Regions from separate parts of the Mus musculus genome. Here all the other regions are linked to region 2. Evidence: chromatin contacts called from public HiCAR-type and promoter capture Hi-C data. All regions are on one chromosome and are shown on one strand. The core of a region is the stretch at or near the end of the contact, and the rest is flanking DNA. Distances in the headings are between cores, read along the strand shown.

What was found. Promoter capture Hi-C pulls out the DNA fragments that hold promoters and counts their contacts. HiCAR-type assays count read pairs that join an accessible place to other places.
Region 1: a contact with region 2 is called in a promoter capture Hi-C map of pre-B cells, with 2.8 times the contacts expected there. The contact joins the promoter of Pigh here to the promoter of Mthfd1 in region 2. A contact is called at or near these places in 2 of 39 promoter capture datasets (the 3T3-L1 cell line and pre-B cells).
Region 3: a contact with region 2 is called in a HiCAR-type map of astrocytes, with 2.7 times the contacts expected there. The contact joins the promoter of Prkch here to the promoter of Mthfd1 in region 2. A contact is called at or near these places in 1 of 39 promoter capture datasets (cranial neural crest) and 1 of 115 datasets of contacts at active chromatin or transcription factors (astrocytes).
Region 4: a contact with region 2 is called in a promoter capture Hi-C map of cranial neural crest. The contact joins the promoter of Rdh11 here to the promoter of Mthfd1 in region 2. A contact is called at or near these places in 2 of 39 promoter capture datasets (cranial neural crest and maxillary cranial neural crest).
Region 5: a promoter capture Hi-C map of pre-B cells shows a contact between it and region 2. The contact joins the promoter of Snapc1 here to the promoter of Mthfd1 in region 2. A contact is called at or near these places in 3 of 39 promoter capture datasets (the C10 cell line, hippocampal neurons and pre-B cells).

The regions. Positions count from the first base shown.
Region 1 is chr12:79,088,154-79,091,621 of GRCm38.p6, forward strand. It overlaps Pigh (phosphatidylinositol glycan anchor biosynthesis, class H), which reads right to left and starts at 1,517. Exons shown (of 4, transcript NM_029988.2): 1 at 1,287-1,517. The coding sequence starts at 1,466. 9230116L04Rik (RIKEN cDNA 9230116L04 gene) reads right to left here. Exons shown (of 3, transcript NR_110486.1): 3 at 552-1,832.
Region 2 is chr12:76,253,116-76,256,942 of GRCm38.p6, forward strand. Mthfd1 (methylenetetrahydrofolate dehydrogenase (NADP+ dependent), methenyltetrahydrofolate cyclohydrolase, formyltetrahydrofolate synthase) reads left to right here and starts at 2,117. Exons shown (of 28, transcript NM_138745.2): 1 at 2,117-2,429. The coding sequence starts at 2,389.
Region 3 is chr12:73,582,703-73,586,171 of GRCm38.p6, forward strand. Prkch (protein kinase C, eta) reads left to right here and starts at 2,094. Exons shown (of 14, transcript NM_008856.4): 1 at 2,094-2,823. The coding sequence starts at 2,461. LOC115488016 (collagen alpha-1(I) chain-like) reads left to right here and starts at 976. Exons shown (of 3, transcript XM_030247047.1): 1 at 976-1,065; 2 at 1,509-1,607; 3 at 1,728-2,433. The coding sequence starts at 976. The coding sequence ends at 2,393.
Region 4 is chr12:79,190,125-79,193,735 of GRCm38.p6, forward strand. It overlaps Rdh11 (retinol dehydrogenase 11), which reads right to left and starts at 1,731. Exons shown (of 7, transcript NM_021557.6): 1 at 1,602-1,731. The coding sequence starts at 1,666.
Region 5 is chr12:73,962,414-73,965,873 of GRCm38.p6, forward strand. Snapc1 (small nuclear RNA activating complex, polypeptide 1) reads left to right here and starts at 2,084. Exons shown (of 10, transcript NM_178392.5): 1 at 2,084-2,333. The coding sequence starts at 2,149.

The DNA of each region.
Region 1 (3,468 bases), core at 267-2,766, 2.8 Mb after region 2:
TTTGTGTTGTGTTTGAGGCAGGGTTTCACTGTGTAGCCTTGGTTTGTTCTGGAGCTGGTAATGTAGACTGATGTAGCCAGGCTGGCCTTGAATTCAGAGATGTTCCTTCCTCTGTTTCCCTAGTGCTGGGATTAAAGGTGTGCACCACCACACCAGCCCCTACTATTTATATTTATTTATTGTGCAGAGGTCAGAGGACAATTTTTTTGAATCCATTCTTCCCTCCCATCATGTGGGTTCTGGGGATTCGGCTTAGGTGGTCAGGTTTGGCATTAGGTGGTCAGGTTTGGCATTAGGTGGTCAGGTTTGGCAGTCGCTGCAGTCATCTGATGAGCCATTCATTCCCCAGACCCTCAGTGAGGGGACTTAACTTCATCTATGAAAATCTGTGCAAATTATGATGCTCTGCCACACACTTTGATAGCATAAATGTGATTGAACCAGGTATGATGACACACACCTTTGATCCTAACCCTAGGGAGGCAGAGGCAGGCTCCACATAGAGCCTTCCAGTCCAGACAAAGTAAGAATAATAATAATAGCAAAAGAATAGAAAAAAGCTAAGGGATGTTTTAATACAAACAATATGAAAATTGCAGAAATAAACAGTTCTGGTGTACTGGCTCTATTAAGATCACTCCTGGAATAATATATTCATTTTAGGGCTATACAGGGAGTTAAAACAGAACAGAACATCCTGAACAAAGGCCAATCGGATGACTCTTTTTGCTTGGGAACTGTCACAAAATAATAGCAGTTGACCTTCGCAATATTTTGAACCATTAATTTCAACTTAGAGATGTTAAAAATGAGGCTCGGGGGGAAAAAAGATTAGAAAGTCTGAAAACTGAGCATAGAAAACCCTCGTGTCTTAGACCTGGCAACACTTTAGAAAATGCACTTAAACTGGGGAAGGGTTGGGAGAGGGGATGGTAGTTGACCTGGCCTTGAGAAACAGATATTAGGTGGAGATTCTGTACTGCACAGTTGTGGAGGCAAAAACTTTTCTGTAATTCTGTCGCACGCCTGCTATCCGTTGGCTTTGGTACCCAGTAAGTGATGCGGGAGGATGCACTGAGTTCTCTGAGGAGGTTATGTTCCATGAATGAGCAGGGCAAGTAGGTCCACTGTGGTAGAACGTCCAGAAGCACAAACTTCTCGGGGAGGGAGGGCAGTCCTGCCGTGGAACGGCGACCCTGATCCAGGGAGTCCCCACCCTCCCGGACCCACGGGTCAGCCCCGAGACCTCTCCAAGCTGCCTGCGCCGGCCGAGCGCCCGCCTTTACCTCGCACAGGGTGAAGAGCCCGTAGGCCGCCAGCCACACCGCGCAGGTGACCGCGGTGAGCGAGCACAGCGACAGCCGAGCCGAGCTGAGGCCGAACTCGCGGCAGTACGGTGAGTAGTAGCGGCACCGCAGGGCTAGGCGGCCGCCGCAGATATCGGAGAAGCTCTTCTCGTCCTCCATGGCCGCACACACCTGAATGTCGCGCCGCTCTAGCCCACCCGGAGGCTCGAAGTCTCGTTGGCTCCCGACCATCCCGGAAGCGGCTGAGCCCTGCCTGTCCGCGCAGCCGTAGTCGCTCACTGAGAGCAGGGCTGGGACTTGCAGCAAGTTCTCCCAGTTTATCCTTAGCCCAAACTCCCCAGAACCGCGGCACCAGTTTTGGGCAGATTAAGATCTCTGTTCATTTGACTGACTCATTTATATTGTTACGCCAGAAAGACTCCCCCAAAATGGTCTGCAGGTGTAACCATTCATTCATTCATTCATTCATTTCCCTGCGAAGGGATTTTAGGTACTGAAGATTTCTGTCTCTACATAGCTTCTTTCCTAGTAGGAAAAAAAAAAAAAAATAGACGTAACTTAAGTAGTGTTATTGACAAAAATGTTCAGACTAGTAGAAGGTCTGGGCAGCTTTAAGTAAAGGTCTTAAAGGTCTTCGCCATTAAACCTACAAGGGCCACACTGTTCTGTGGGGAGTTGGGGTGGAGGTGGGGGTAGTCTCCAGAAAGAAGGACCAGGAAAAAACAAAGTTGGAGGCTGGAATGGGTTTCAGTCACAGGAATCAAAAAACTAGCAAGGCTAGGATGCATGGGAAGAGAAGGTAGGCTTTGAGTTGGGCAGATGGCTCAGCTGCTAAAGAGTATATTAATCCAAAAAAAAAAAAAAAACGAGAGGAGAAAGACCGCCACCCAAATCATCATGACCAAATTAATTAAAGCAAGCTTTAAAAATTCACATACACGGGCTGCCTCCTCCTGAGATGGGGTTCAGCTTTGGATGTGAAGGCAGGCTTTTATAGCTCAGGGATAGGAAGGTTTCCAAATGAGGGGTTTGTCTGTCAAAATATAGTTATAGGAGCAGCACACAAGCATAGCAAGTAAGTCCCTCTGGAACAGAGACACAAGGTTGCAAAGATGGGCCTAACAAGGTAGCTATATAACCCTTTGAAGCAAAGGTCAGGTTGCAAGATGACTATAAACAACTTTTTGAAACAAAGACGTGATTGCATTCTTGGAACAAGCAGTACAGAACCATTTGTAGTTAAGGTCACAGGTGGGGCATAGCTCAATCCTTGAAAAACAGGTTTACTCATAAACAAGAATGAACCTAGATTGTCTTCACTGTAAGATGACTTTCAAGCCTAATATGGAAGCAGGCTGGTTCTTCAAGTACTTATCACTAGGGAAAGGTAACTGGGGGAGCCACTAATAGATGCTGTTTGCCAACCATATATTTGCATGGATGGAGCACTACTGTGGCAGTGCACAGACAATCATACTTCTGATGATGTAATTATTTCCACTGTTTTGAATTTATTCTTAGAACTTGAGTCACTATAAATATGAATAATGGAGAAACAAATGTAATTGAATAATCCCACTGAGGACTCCACAGGCTCAGGCTGGGCTCTTCAAAGCTTTTCTGTGGAGCTCTTGCTTTAGGATTTGCTTACACTTGGATTTCGTAGTTCTAAGACTACTGTGTTATGAGCCTCCCAGGGGCCCTGCAGGGAAAGCAACCAGCCTCCGAGGCTGACGACTTCAGTTCGAGTCATGGGATCCACATGATGGAAAGAGAGAACCAACTGCCACAAGTTGCCCTCTGATTGCCACATGCTCACTAGCCATGGCACGCCTAATAAATACACAGATAAATAAATAGTTTTATAAAGGAATGCTGTCTTATAGCTTTTATTCTGTTTGATTTTGGCAGAGGTGTATTTTGAAAGAAGGTTTCACGCTATAGCCAACCTGCCTCCAACTTGTGATCCTTCAGCCTCAGCTTTTTCTGAAATGCTGGGGGTGTGTAAATGGTCCATGTGAGAAAGTTACAGGATATCATGTATATAAGTCCCAATTAAGAGTCCTTACTGGCCAGTGACTATGACCAGCCTCAAAAAAACTCTTGGCCCCGAAGCTATGGTGGTATATAGCCTTTTAAAGGTAAACCTCATGATGGCATC
Region 2 (3,827 bases), core at 867-3,366:
AGGGCAGAAAGGTTGGGGTGGGGGGTGGGGGATGGGAAGTGGGGGTGGGGGCAGCCACATGTCCTGCCATTGGTTGAAACAAGCCACTCTAACAATGGTTGCTAAATCCATAGCCATGTGGTGATGTTCTAAGGAAGGACTTATCTGTAGAACAATGTGGGGAAACTGTAGCCAGACAACGGTAATGTTGGGAAGGAGCCAAAGAAACTTATTCTAAAAACTAACATTTTGTTTACAGATTAGCATTTATAGGGAAAAACTAAATCCAATGTACCAGGCCCTAGGGCAGCTTGGGACTTCCCTATAGCTGAACAGCTTCTGCTGTGAACAGCTGTCTGAATCCAGACATCTCAGGGACAGCTTGTAAGGAGGCAGTTGTCTGAATCCAGCCATCTCAAGGACAACTTCTCCATCTTGTTGGCAGGGTCAAACAACCTAGGAGCGAACACCTACCCCACTTCTCCAAATGTTTTCTTAACTGTCTGTTAACAGGTAAAGAATATAGAAATTGCTGTTTTTCTAAACCAAGGTACATATGTTATAAAAATATATAACCAATCACCTGTCCTGCTCTAGTTAACTACATGCAGCTGATCAGCTCCTTTGTCCCCTTATCACTCTGAGCTCCAGACCTAAAGTTCAGGAGAATGAATTAAGGACCTTGAAGTCAGGTCCCTTGGATTCACCCAGTCTCCAGCGGGTACTCCCTTGCTTAAGCCAAAATGTCAACCAAAATACAATTGGATAACACTGCAGCTCACCCCAGCTCACCCCAGCTCACTTCTCACTTTGTGTTCCCATCCTTTTAAAATGTTGTACAGTATCCTTCCTGGGACATGTTTCAGGTCCTGAACTGGCTGCCTTCCTGAGCGCTCAGAGAATAAAGCTTTCATTTTTAAGCTTCCTGAGTCTGAAATAAGTTTTCTCGGCTTGTACCTCGAACCCAACAGTAAGAATCCAGCCCAGTTCCAGCGGCAGAAAAAGCAAAGTCAAGGCAGTGGCTCTGATGTATTCCTCTACCACCAGGCTCCCGAGGACATGGCCAAACTCATTTCTGCACCAGGGCAAATGGGGAGGGATGCCAGCCTTGCTGGCATCTAGCTGATGAACAAAGTAGTCTCTGCTTCAATACTGATTTGGTCCGCTGAGACCAGAGGATCACTCGTCCTGAACTCTGCTCCCTTCACGCTGATGAAGCCCCACGCTTCTGCTCTGAGGTCCCTCTTAGCTGCTGGGCTGAGCCTGCTTTTGGGCTTCAACCCTGGGAGGATAGCAGGTTTTAGTTATGGAAGGCTGGGTTCAGTAGTAGCGAACTTGTCTCTATGTCAAGGCTGTGGATTGATCGTCCCTGCTGTTACTAGAATTGCGAGCCAGACCCTGGGCTCTGAGAATCTAATAAACCAGGTTAGTCACCATCCTTAATAAGTCGATTAAACAAGTAATGGTAAGATATAGAAAAAGGAGATTTATTCAATACGGCCACATTGGGAAGAGGGACAAAGAGAAGTCTTATCTTCTGAGTTCTAATATGAAACTGAGGTTTAAGTAAAGAGTCAGACTTGATATAGAGTTGAACAGTGAAGGTCGAGGTGTGGACCTGTCCATTACTGTCTTGGCTTCAGTCCTGCAAGGTGATCTCTGAAATCTCTTTCCCCGGAAACAAATTTCTACTCTGGCTGGTGGAAAAGCAATTCCCTGGAGTGCTTCCTCCGCAGATGGCTAACCAGAGGGACACAATTGCCTCGTTAAGGATAGCCTCACTCTTGCTAGGAGGGTAACAGAGAGGCAGTTATCCCAGGTGTTCCCCACCACACTCTGAAAGCTAGGGCCTATGACAACGTGGAAAGCCGCATTGCCTGCTCCAGGTCAGTAGCCGGAATCAGCTTAAGGCCTCCAAGATCCTGCCCGGAGAAGCCAGTACGATCCAAAATCACACTGCTTTGCAGGACTCTGTCGCCGCAACCTAGGTCACGCAAACTTGCTCAGACAGGCCCATTCCTGCCCGGACTCCGCCCAGTTCCACCGCGCCCCCTACACACTATCTCTGATTGGCTAAAAGCGAGGCGGGAAGCTCCCGGCTCATCAGAGGCGGGCTCCACACAGGCTCTTTCCGCAGCCAGTCATTGCCGCCAACCAGTCTTTGGTGACAACCCTCTTGCTGCCTGGGCCCACCGGCTCCCGCAGACGCTCCTGGGCCTCCTCTGTCAGCGGGTCACGACGTCTTTCCGGGTCGCCTGCGCACCTTCGCTGCTGAGCGCGACGCAGGCGCACTAGCTGATTTCTCCCGGGAGGTCCCTGAGCACGTGGGTTGTGCTGTCCTGCGCGCGCGGAGCGACTGGAACCTGATTTTTGCTGGTGTTCACCGTGGGTGGCAGACTAGCAAAGGCCATGGCACCAGCGGGAATCCTGAACGGGAAACTGGTTTCTGCGTAAGTACTTGCCAGTGATAGTGGTGGTGGGCTCAGAGCAGGGCGTGCAGATCCCCAAGCGCCTGGGCTCTGCAGGAGAGGTGCTTAGATGGGGTTTGCGGGAAGAGAGGACATCGACACGGGCTCCTAGAATCTGAAGACTGGTTTCCTGAAGCCAGAGAAACACATGCCCGGCCCAATGTGCAATTGCAATAGACTGCCTGGGGTGGCTGCATTCCTAGGTTTGGCGGCAAGTCCTGACCTGACCTTGTTCTCAAAAGTGTAGCTGCTGGCATCATTCTGCCTAGACACGGGCTACCTGAGGAGTCCAACCTCAGAAACCCAGCATAGCCGCTTGTCTGGCAATTTGGTGGTGATTCGGTTGTGGCAAGATTTGACACGGGTGATTGGTCAAATCAGAGAGAGGGTCTCTTTCTAATTTTTTGTTTGTTTGTTTTCTGACAAAGGGTCTCTCCACGGAGCCCTGGCTGTCCTGCAACTTACTCTGTAGACCATGCTGATCTTGAACTCACAGAGATCCCCTCCTGCCTCTGCCTCCTGAGTGCTGGGATTAATGGCTTGGGCTACCACACCTGGCCTAGAGGGTTTCCTCTAATTCAGCGCATTCCTCATTACACCAAATGCTGTCTTTTTTTCTCTTTCACCCCGCCGGCTTCACTTCCAAGGTATCGCACAGGCAAGGCAAGCGCCGCACCACTCAGCTACTACGCCAGCGCTCGCTTGCTCTACCCTTTAACAGCCTACCTATCCGTCCTGGCGCTAAAGTTACTTTTCAGTTTGGCTCTTGTGTGCTGACCCTATTCCATATTCCGTCAGACCACCTGTTCTGGCCGTGCAGATTTAAATGCTTAACTAGTGGGAATGTTTGCCAAGTGTCGTCCCAGAGAGTAGCACCCTTTTGCTGTTTGGGAGAGAGGGCTGGGAATTGAGCCCCTAAGTGTGGAGCCCGAAAGTGTGCATAACATCTGGGCTACATTCCTTGCTTTTTGTTTAGGGAGTGAGTGTTGGGGACTGCTGAGGAGAGAGAAAGGTCTGTTTTTGTGAACTTGCTGAAGGTTGCTTTTCCGACATTAGGTATCTGGTTATTTATTAACTGCTGGGGCTAGCAGTAAGTGTCCAGTAAACACTTGGTTTTGTCACAAGAGACCTTGAGAGAATGATGGTGAAGCCTACTCTAGAGTAAAGAGAGCTTTTGTTGAAGATTGCGAAAAAAGAGGAAAAATATAAATTAAATGGTGAATCTTGCACTAAGGCAAGGAAGAACTCCAGATTTTTGGACTAGAAATCATAATATATACAAGTTCTTTTCTTTCTTTCTTTCTTTTTTTTTTTTTCCTTTTTCTTTTTTTAAAAGACAGGGTCTTAGGTAACCCAGGCTTGCCTCAAACTCAAATGTAT
Region 3 (3,469 bases), core at 844-3,343, 2.7 Mb before region 2:
TTTCCAGGCACTGGCAAAGCCTCACAGGAGACAGCCATATCAGGGTCCTTTCAGCAAAATCTTGCTGGTGTATAGAATAGTGTCTGCGTTTGGTGGCTGATTATGGGATGGACCCCTGGGTGGGGCAGTCTCTGGATGGTCCATTCTTTTGTCTCAGCAATACCTCTCCTGGGCATATACCCAGAAGATGCTCCAACATGTTAAGGACACATTCTCTACTATGTTCTTAGCAGCCTTATTTATAATAGCCAGAATCTGGAAAGAACCCAGATGTCCCTCAACAGAGGAATGGATACAGAAAATGTGGTACATTTACACAATGGAGTACTACTCAGCTATTAAAAACAATGAATTTATGAAATTCTTGGGCAAATGGATGTATCTGGAGGATATCATCCTGAGTGAGGTAACCCAATCACAAAAGAAGTCACTTGATATGCACTCACTGATAAGTGGATATTAGCTCAGAAACCTAGAATACCCAAGATACAACTTCCAAAACACAAGAAAATCAAGAAGGAAGACCAACGCGTGGATACTTCATTCCTCCCTAGAATAGGGAATAAAATATCCACGGAAGGAGTTGCAGAGACAAAGTTTGGAGCCCTCGTGGTTCTTAAGGCGAACCGGCAGCTCTCTGGAGGAGCCAGGTCCAGCTCTTTAGGGAAGAAGTCAGAGTTGCTTTCACCCAGCCGACTCTACCTCTACAAACGGGTTGCTAGCACACTTTGGAGAGCTCTGCCTGAACTGAAGTGACCCTCTACTTCCTTGCCCCACTCTTTCAGGAAGCCTTGGTATTTCCAAGAGAGGCCCATCCGGCCAGCCCATTGTTCTCCATCTCATCCTATAGTGTGAAGCTGTTACTGGTGAGGTCTCAACTCCCTAATGAGAAACTGCCCAGAACCTTCTCAGCAAGCCAAACCATGTGCTAGAAAGGGGACAGACGACCAACCAGCCTGTTCAGTAAGAACGAGTATGGTGAGCGTCCTTAAGCGTCTTAAGAATGGCCTGGACTTTATAGGAGACATATTGGTTGCGGCTGGCCCTCAGGGAGCAAGCTTTATGGTAGAATGGATTAGACCAAAAGGTGTTCCTAGGAGACAAAACCTGTAGAAGTCACGAGATGGGTAAACTTAGGGTCTGCCCACTCTGACAATAACAACCTAGAGTGTTTGTTCCTAGAAGAGGCAGCTGAAAGCCACTGTGTGTCAGGGTGGCGCATGTGAACACTTTGCTGCCCTTATAATGCAGGACTAGGTGGACCAGCAAACCGCCTCTTGCGGAGGAAGGGACTTATTACATCTTGGCCTTGTCAGTCTCCAGCAGAACCAATCTTTCCTGCTCTTTGTGCAGTGACACACCTCTCCCAGGAAGGAGTACAGGATTTCCATCATTACCATTGCCCTATTAAAAAAATACGCAAACAAAACAACTAATTACTCTCTGCCGAAAAGGCACATAAACAGGATGAGTCTAAGCTGAACCTGGGATGACCCATTCCGGTAAAGATTAGGAAAGGGACCTCCCCTTCCCCACAGAACACCCGCCTCTGGCTAGGGCTCTGTCACCCTCCGGCAGGGTCTCCAGGCCACTACTTAGGGTGGGAGGTAGGAACTCCCTGCTGCTGATTTTCCGCATCCACCCGTCCTGCCAATTCTCTCCCCGGCTGTCTCCCACGCCTCAGGTGTTTGCTGGCGGTGGGCCTGGAATCCTTTCTTTTTGTCCAGCCCCTTAGGGCAGCCTCCAGCCCGAAACGCACCGCCAACCCGGCCACCGGGAGCAGGGATCCGCGAGCACTCAGGGCGGGAACCGCCCCTGGGGTGAGTGGGGAGTGCGGGCCCCCTTCACCGCGTAACCCCGGCACCCACCCCTCAAGGCGGTGCTGCCCGCGGTGCGCCACGCCCCCGGGGTCCGGAAGGCGTGGCAGCCCGCACCGGGCTTCTGAGAACTTGGAGCCCGGCGGCGCGCGGCTCTGGCCGGGATGCGGCTGCGGTTGCTGCTGCTGCTGCTGCTTCCTGGTTCTCAGCTCACCGAGTGGGGGAGAGCGTGAGCCCGCGGAGGCGGGGGCAGGAGGAACGGGCGGAGGCGGGGGCAGAGACGCCAAAGCTGGAGCTAGCCGGACGGGTCGCTCCTGCTCTCCGGGGAGACTATCTGGCCGGCCCCGGAGAAGGGGCGAGCCCCGCGCGCTCCAGAAGGACGATCGGGAGCCCAGCAGCCCGCCGAGGGCTCGGAGCCCGGCTCCCCTCCTTTCCACCTCAGGAGAAAGGGCGGGAGGGAAGGAGGGGAGGGGAAGATCCCTCCGAGGAGGCGGAATGGCCGGTCGCAGGGGGCTCGGGCGCTGCTTCTTCCCAGAGCTGCCTCCACGCCCGTGGCAGCGGAGAGGACTGCCCTGAGCCCGGGCTCCGGGTTCCCCAGTGCCAGCCAGCGCGGCCCCCTCGGGGCTCCGGCAGCAGCGCCGGCATGTCGTCCGGCACGATGAAGTTCAATGGCTATCTGAGGGTCCGCATCGGAGAGGCTGTAGGGCTGCAGCCCACCCGCTGGTCCCTGCGGCACTCGCTCTTCAAAAAGGGCCACCAGCTGCTGGACCCCTACCTGACGGTGAGCGTAGACCAGGTACGCGTGGGCCAGACCAGCACAAAGCAGAAGACCAACAAACCCACCTACAACGAGGAGTTCTGCGCCAATGTCACCGACGGCGGCCACCTGGAGCTAGCCGTCTTCCACGAGACGCCCCTGGGTTATGACCACTTTGTGGCCAACTGCACGCTGCAGTTCCAGGAGCTGTTGCGCACGGCTGGTACCTCGGACACCTTCGAGGGCTGGGTAAGTAGCGATCGCCTCACTCCTCCATGTCTGCTGGACCTTCCCTCCTTTTAATTTTCGAAACTCGTCAGAGTCCCGCTCCCTCATCGCCCTGCAGGGGAAGGAATTCCCTCTAGACTTCGGTCCTTTCCCAGGTGGCCTGCACTGTTGACGCGACAGCCGTGGGTGTATGCGGGCGCAGGTGGGACTCTGGGAATCCGTCCTCTTTGTGGACCTGGACTTTGCACTTAGGGGAAGCCCAATAGTGATACAGAGTTCCATCCCCCTCCTCCCGGGGTAGGGGGTTTGGGAATCACAACTCTCATATAAAGAAAAGCAGAGAAAGGGCGATATGAAAGGGATATGGTTTGAATCAAGTGCTTCAAACACTTCTTAGGAGAAAGCCATACATTCTCGCGAGTATTATTCATAGTGTTTATGGATGCATGTTGGTTCAGCCACACAGACGTGCACACGTGTTTCAGCATGCACATCCATTACATCCCAGAGGTACAAAAGCTACACTGGCAGGGATCAGAGTGAGTGCATGGCTTTGCACCCTGGCAGAGTTTTGTTTAGCTTTTCCCTTGGGGATTGGGGGCGAGGGTGGAGGCGGGAGTGGTGGGGTGAGAGGTTTAAAACTTCTCTGTTTGCTCTTAAGTTCAGT
Region 4 (3,611 bases), core at 481-2,980, 2.9 Mb after region 2:
TGCCAAGCCCTGGGTTTGACTACTGACATCACACATTAATATCAGAACAACAACAACAAAACAACAACAGAGCAGAGTTCCAGCAGAGTGAGGATCCATACGTTTGTCTGGTTGGAGTCCTTGCACCTGTGCGTAGGCTTTGCTGGCCTTTCCAAATGGATGAAGCACAAACACAACCCTCAGATTTTCCTCTTCTCTTCTCAATTTTAGGACTAAAAGGATCTGTTGACTCAGAAGTGCGTTTTTAAGGAGCATTTCAACCATTCCACTAAACTTGTTATCTGCAAGCAGCCACTACTTAAGACAAACTAACTTGTGGTACCCAAAGGAACCTCTCTCTCCTCAGCGATCAAGGCCCCTGGCTCTGTGTCTCACGTCCCTTCAGACTGAACTTCAACACTGACAAATCCTGGGGACCAGGAATTGGCTCTTCCTCCTTCCTCTGTCATCATCGAAAACAAGAAATCAACTTTGAAAGCGCAGCTCTGGCCCCACTCTCCCATGCTGGCTCCAACGGGGATAGTAGAGTCCTTAGAGTGCTCGCTTCTAAGACACATTTCACTGGATGTAGCTCCGGTTCATGTTTTGTTGAGATTCTATATGGATATGAAGATCTTGTGGTAAAAAGAAACCCAAGTTTTTACCTGAGTACAAGGCCCATGTGTGCCTACTTATGGGAGCTGTAAGTATTCAGAGAGGAGAGGGGAAAAATGAAAGTAGCCACCAGAGAGAGAAGAAAAAGCAAAAAGAGTGGGAAGTAGGTCTTGGAAGAAAAAATGTTGGTCATGGTAAGAAATGACAGAAGGATGGCACAGCCTCAGCTCCAATAGGAACTATGGCCACGCCCAGAAAGAAGGTGGCGTTTATTACTGGTCCACCGTCACTCCTGGTGACTTACTCAGAACCAATCAGTGGACTGCCCCTTGTGGTAGCCTGCCGCTGATTCTCAGGTGATTACACACACCTCCAGGTTTGGGCTGACCTGACACTTAATTAAGAAACCATCCTTTGACCACGTGGTTCTTCTCCTGGCTCCTAGTAATCTAATTAGGGCAAACAAGCACGTGTTCCTACTCCGAAGGACAATGAATCTTCCCCTTCAGTTGTCACAAACACCTAAACAAGTGAATAACGGCAACAAGGAAGCATGCCCCAGATAACATTGGCATCGGGTTCAGAGAGCAAAAAGTGCAACCCTCCTGTAGTACCTCAAGGGCTGGAGACAAATAGTTAGACAAAGGCTGGTTCAAAGCTTGGGAGTGGAGAAAACAGTTAGAATCTAAAGCCCGCCATACTCAGCGGCTTCCCGAAGCTAGAGAGCAAATAGTGCTAGAGGAAATAAGGTAGGCCAGAAAGAGCAATACAGGATGATGGAGACCTGGAGCGCTTTTACGACCACCTGGGGTCTGACGTCTGGCCGTGCCCACATCCAGGGCACCAGGATCTCGCCTACAGTCCAGTAAACTCCAGATCTTTGCTACCTTAAAGGGCTTCTCAGTCCTTTCCTAGTCTTTCTTTACGGGGGCTAGGGAGAGGGCTTCAGTAGGGATTTTTTATCTTCTCTAAAAGACCTGGCAAGAAAAAGCAACATTCGCACAGACCTGATTTTTGGCGTGACCAAGTACAGGATGAAGGGAAGAGAGAGCAGAAGCAGGAATCCGAACATCTCAGCACCACCGAAGCGCAGTTGAAGTTGATGCTCTAAAGAGGACAGCGGGACTTATGGCTTCTGATCCTAGACACACCCCGGTTCAACTGCAACCGCCAGGGAGCAAAGCCCTCTGGGAAATGTAGTCCTGGATTTGGCGGCCGCCTGGCGGTGATACATTCAGAGTATACTTCCAAGCACTATGAAAAGTTGAATAACACAACCGTGGAGCAATGGTCTTCAGTGGTCCAGGGCCTAGGCCTGTGGGATCGTTGAGCCAGCCCTTCTACCACTCCTCTGGCCACTAATTGACTCTTTGGAAGTCTCGCGGGTTTGCTATCTCCTGGAGCCCAAGTCCAGTGTTTGGTTCAATTTTCCCCAATCATTATTAGGAAATTACATTTTGTCTGGGAGACAGCGTCTGGAAAGTATTCTGAGGTTAATTACAAAGGGCAGGAGCCGTTAGTCGGACAGTTGGTGTGGCGGAAGATGTCCTTCCTCAGAGATGACCTTTGCCCTATGGGGCAAAGCAAGTTAAGACCTCCTAGAGAGTCACGGTTGTGTGTACTTCGATCTATGATAGTATCCTTCATAATTTCCCAAGCCCTTGGTTGTTATTTGATAATAAAATAGTTTCTTGGATGACTATATCATGTATTACTCTTCAAGGAAACAATGCATTTCTCAGATTGGCACAGTTGGTTTTATCACTTTGTCAAAGAGTTTAATCCCGTCTTGAACTAAGGCCAGGAACATTTCTTTGGGAAAAGGCAAACTCCCTGTTCAAACTTTTCTTTCCTTTGAGGTGTACCTCATGGGGATAAACATGAGTTATCATGTTTAACAAGTTTTAAAAGTCATTGTCTGTGGTTTCCCACCTTCACTATTCAGTTTCTGGTTCATTTGCATAATTAATTTCCATTCATTGGAAGATACCTGTTCCACAGTCAAGTTGGAGCCATATACTGTATAGCACCTGGGAAGAAGACATATTCTTACAGATTTAGTATTGGATTATCTAGTAATCATCAGCATTTAACGCTTTCTTAGTGTCTAGTATGTAGAGAGCAGCTCACAGCTCAAAGAAAAAAGTCTTTTACGTATTCTGTTTCTTATTCATTTTATACATGTTTAACAGTATTTCTACAATAAACTGGTGTAGTCTCTGAGAGGTGACACAGACAGCTGTGAAGTACTGCTTCAGGAGTTGTCAAAGCTGCAGCTTTCTCCTTCCTGCTTCAACCTTCAGCCTTCTTGAGACAACTCTTTGGGGATCAGTGAGAAAGAAAAGAGAGAGGGGGTGGTGGGGAAGAATTATAAACACACACACATACATTCACACATGTGACAGATAGAGCAAGGCTCCAACCATTTTTCATACATACATACATACAGACAGACAGACAGACAGACAGATATATACTTACTTATATACATATACACATATACATATACATATACAGACAGACAGACATATATTTATATACACATTCACATACACATATACATATACATACAGGCAGGCCCACACCCAGATAACTTTCTAGTAGCATATTGATGACTTGCTCATAGCTGCCCCAGATGAAGAAACTTGCTGTTTGGCAACTTATGCCTTGCTCAGAGAGTTAGACCAGATGAGATATCAAATGTCTGTGAGGAAAGTGCAGCTCTGCCAAAATGATGTAACATACCTTGGGGAAAAACCAAGGCGGGGGGGGGGGGTGGACAGGCAACATCTGCTATCCCAGGCTAGCAAAGGAACGATTCTCAACATTTCAGTCCCCAAGACCTGGTATCAAATTTGTGAGTTCCTGCAGTCTCTGAGTACCAGGATTCACAGAGATTGCAAAGCCTTTCTACGAGGCCACTAGGGGGCAGGAGAGTGTCTTAAACTGGACTCCCCAAATGGACAAAGCTTTTCAGTCTCAAGGAATGAACTACTTGAAGCCCCAGCACTTGCCCT
Region 5 (3,460 bases), core at 834-3,333, 2.3 Mb before region 2:
GATCAGTGTTTGTATGGTTTGGGAGGTGATTCTTGAACCCCAACACACACACACACACACACACACACACACACACACACACACACACACAAACACACACATACCCCTAAGAGCTCCATCATTTGCGTTCCTCCCAAGGCAATAGGGTTAACTAACAATCAACTGAAGTCCAAATAAACTCTCTCTCTCTCTCTCTCTCTCTCTCTCTCTCTCTCTCTAAGGTTTCTCAATGTAACCAGCCCTGGCTGTCCTGGACTCAGATTGTAGACCAGGTTGGCCTTGAACTCACAGAGATCCACCTGTCTCTGCCTCCTGAGTGCTGGGATTAAAGGTGTGCACCACCACCATACCCAGCTAACATTTTCTTTTCTTTTTTTTAAAGTAAATTGTCTTAAGGATTTTTGTCACAGGAAGTAAGCTTTAAAGTTGATATGAAAATTCAAATTTGATTAAGTCTTCTGTATTTTGTCCTTACAAAGTAGGTGGAGATGTGATTGTAGTGGCTTTGTTTATGATAGCAAAATCTGGAATTTATATAAACTCCAAGAGGGAACTGTGGGCAAATTGTGTATTAATTCAACAAAGTATTAGTGTTAATTCAACAGTGAAAATAGGAACTATGGCTGCAAATAGCAGCACAGATACATCTTGAATGTTTAAAAATATTTTGAAGAATATGAGTTGTAGATTGCAATTCTATTTTCATAAAATTAAAAATCAACTATAGCTGGGCGTGGTGGCAAACGCCTTTAATTCTGCACTTGGGAGGCAGAGGAAGGCGGATTTCTGAGTTCGAGGCCAGCCTGGTCTACAAAGTGAGTTCCAGGACAGCCAAGGCTATACAGAGAAACCCTGTCTCAAAAAAACAAAAAAAAACCCAAAACAAACCAAAAAACCCACTACAACTAAAATATATGTATACACACTGGACATCAACTTCTGGCCTCCACATGGGCCAGGAGGTGTGTTCATGAAAACACACACACACACACACACAAACAAACCATTACAAACAATAAAATAAATGCATCCATACAAGCACATCCCAGAATACCTTTTCTAAAGATTAGTGTGCCTTCAAAACAGAAATACAGTTCAAATACAGAATGCTAACCCGTAACAAGCCCCTGGGAGAAGCTAAAAAGTGGGATTTCTAGAGAGCTACTTTAGCCAAACAGTATATCAGACAGTGTGCTAGATTGTCAGAGGCAACAACGGTAGGAAACAGCAACTGCTGCCCAGAGTGGTTGCATATTACTTGGAGAGCCACAAATTAATCACTCAAGTAAGCATAGACTGTAGGGGATCTTGGCAATGAGGAAGAACCACGGGAGTTCCTTCCCTAACAAGTTCTCTTTAGATCATCTTCCCACGTGGAGGGAGGTTAGGGTGGTTGCTACTGTAGAGTCACTTTAAAGAAGACTGGCAGGCTAAGTGTAGTTTACATAAGTCAGGAGGCAATGAAGACCTCAAATCCTTTTGGGGGCTGTTAGTTGAGGCAGAGGCAGGCGGATTTCTGAGTTTTAGGCCAGCCTGATCTACAGAATGAGTTTCAGGACAGCCAGGGATATACAGAAAACCCTTTCTCGGAAAAAAAAAAAAAAAGAAGAAAGAAAGAAAGAGAGAGAGAGAGAGAGGGAGGGAGGGAGGGAGGGAGGGAGGGAGGGAGAGAGAGAGAGAGAGAGAGAGAGAGAGAGAGAGAGAGAGAGAGAGAGAGAGAGAGAGAGAAATCGAGTCTTCATGTCCTATTGATTAATAGTTAGCAGGCACTACTATTGTTTTATCTACCTACTTATCTAATTTGAAGGTCTTATTTATTTATTTATTTAGAGGGTCTCTCTATGTAGACCTGAAACTCGCTGCATACACCGGACAGGCTTGTAAATCACAGAAATCCTCCTGTCTCTGCCTCTCAAGCACTGAAATTAAAGGCGTGTATCACACCAAGTTCGGCTTCCTAGACTAAAATCACCTTGCATTTACGCACGCGCAAGAAGCGCCACAGGCGCCAGGTAAGACCCGGATGAAGGCGGGGCTTGAGGTCCCGGATAGTACGTCACGGAGTGCGCGTACGTGATGTGACGTGACTGGGGCGGTGCTACAGGGCCTTCTGGGCATTGGGGAAGCCGGGTCCGGGAGAGAGTGAGCATGGGGACTCCTGCGGGCGCCGGGACCCGTCCCACGGGCGCTGGAACTGTTGAAGGCGTGGGGATCCCTCCGGGCCTGCAGACTGACTACGAGACGCTGCTCAGCCGCTTCCAAGAGATGGACAGCGTGCGCTTCGAGGACTTCACGGAGCTCTGGCGCAGCATGAAGTTCGCGACCATCTTCTGGTGGGTGTGCCTCGTCCTCCTACCCTGTCTCTCCTGTGGGGAACGCAGCCTGCATCCCCGACCTCCGCCTTGGCGGTTTCCGTGGGTCGCCCTTGCACTCTGCTGGCTCGGCCCTCTGCATCTCCACCGCCTCCATCCGAGGCCAAACCTCCTCCAATCTTGATTGCCGAATGAATCCGCGGTTAGAAACAAAGTATTCCCACCGACACAGGGTCCTCTACGAACGAATTCATTTAGCATGCAACAACTGACGTTGCAAGTGCAGGTTTGAATCTCTGTGTATCGCCTTTAGTTGGATAAAGCCTAGATTCAAGCCAGTAGCTGCCTTTACCTCTGTCCCCAGCCTCATCTCCAGTGCCCACACCTTGCACTCACTCTCTTGGCTCGAGTTGCTTTTGGTACTCCACTGGCGTTTCCTAGCCTGGGAATTTTCCATCTCCTTTTGCTTGTCCACTTCGTCAGTCATTTTTGAACCCAAATGACAGTTCTTTAGGGAATTCTTTTGGCCTTCGGGACTAAGTGAGAGGCTCGAGTTCTGTCTACCCCCAGCACGAAGGGCTTATCTCACCGTCTAGAGTATATTTCATAATTAGAGACGCAGTCTTGGATAACGGTGAAGAGTGGAGATGATGGGTCTTGGGCATCAGGATTTGAATACAGCTCTCCAGTCCCCCTCCCCCAGATCTGAGACAACCCTTTTTGTCTGTAAACTAGATCATGATAGTGTGGGAATTAAATGAATCAATATATTAGCTGGTTCGACGTGTGAAATTAATGTTCAGAGTTATTACTACTCTTTGATTTCTCCCTTAGACTGAACTTAGTGAGAACAGCCATGTGATTAATGTGGTATTCCTTACTTGTTTTTGAGACTTGCCCTCATTGTGTGTAGCTTTGGCTGGCCTGAAACTTGCCGTTATACCAGACTGGCCTTGAGATCTGCCTGACTCTTCCTTCTAAGGTCAGGCATTCACCACCTTGCCCACGTTTGAATACGGTGTTTGTATTAATTACCATACCATATAAATTCTTGAAAAGGGTAAATGATTGAATGGAATCTTAATAGATCTTTTGTTGAATAAAATAGAACTTTTTATATTATTGATTTAGACTATTATGTAGATTGT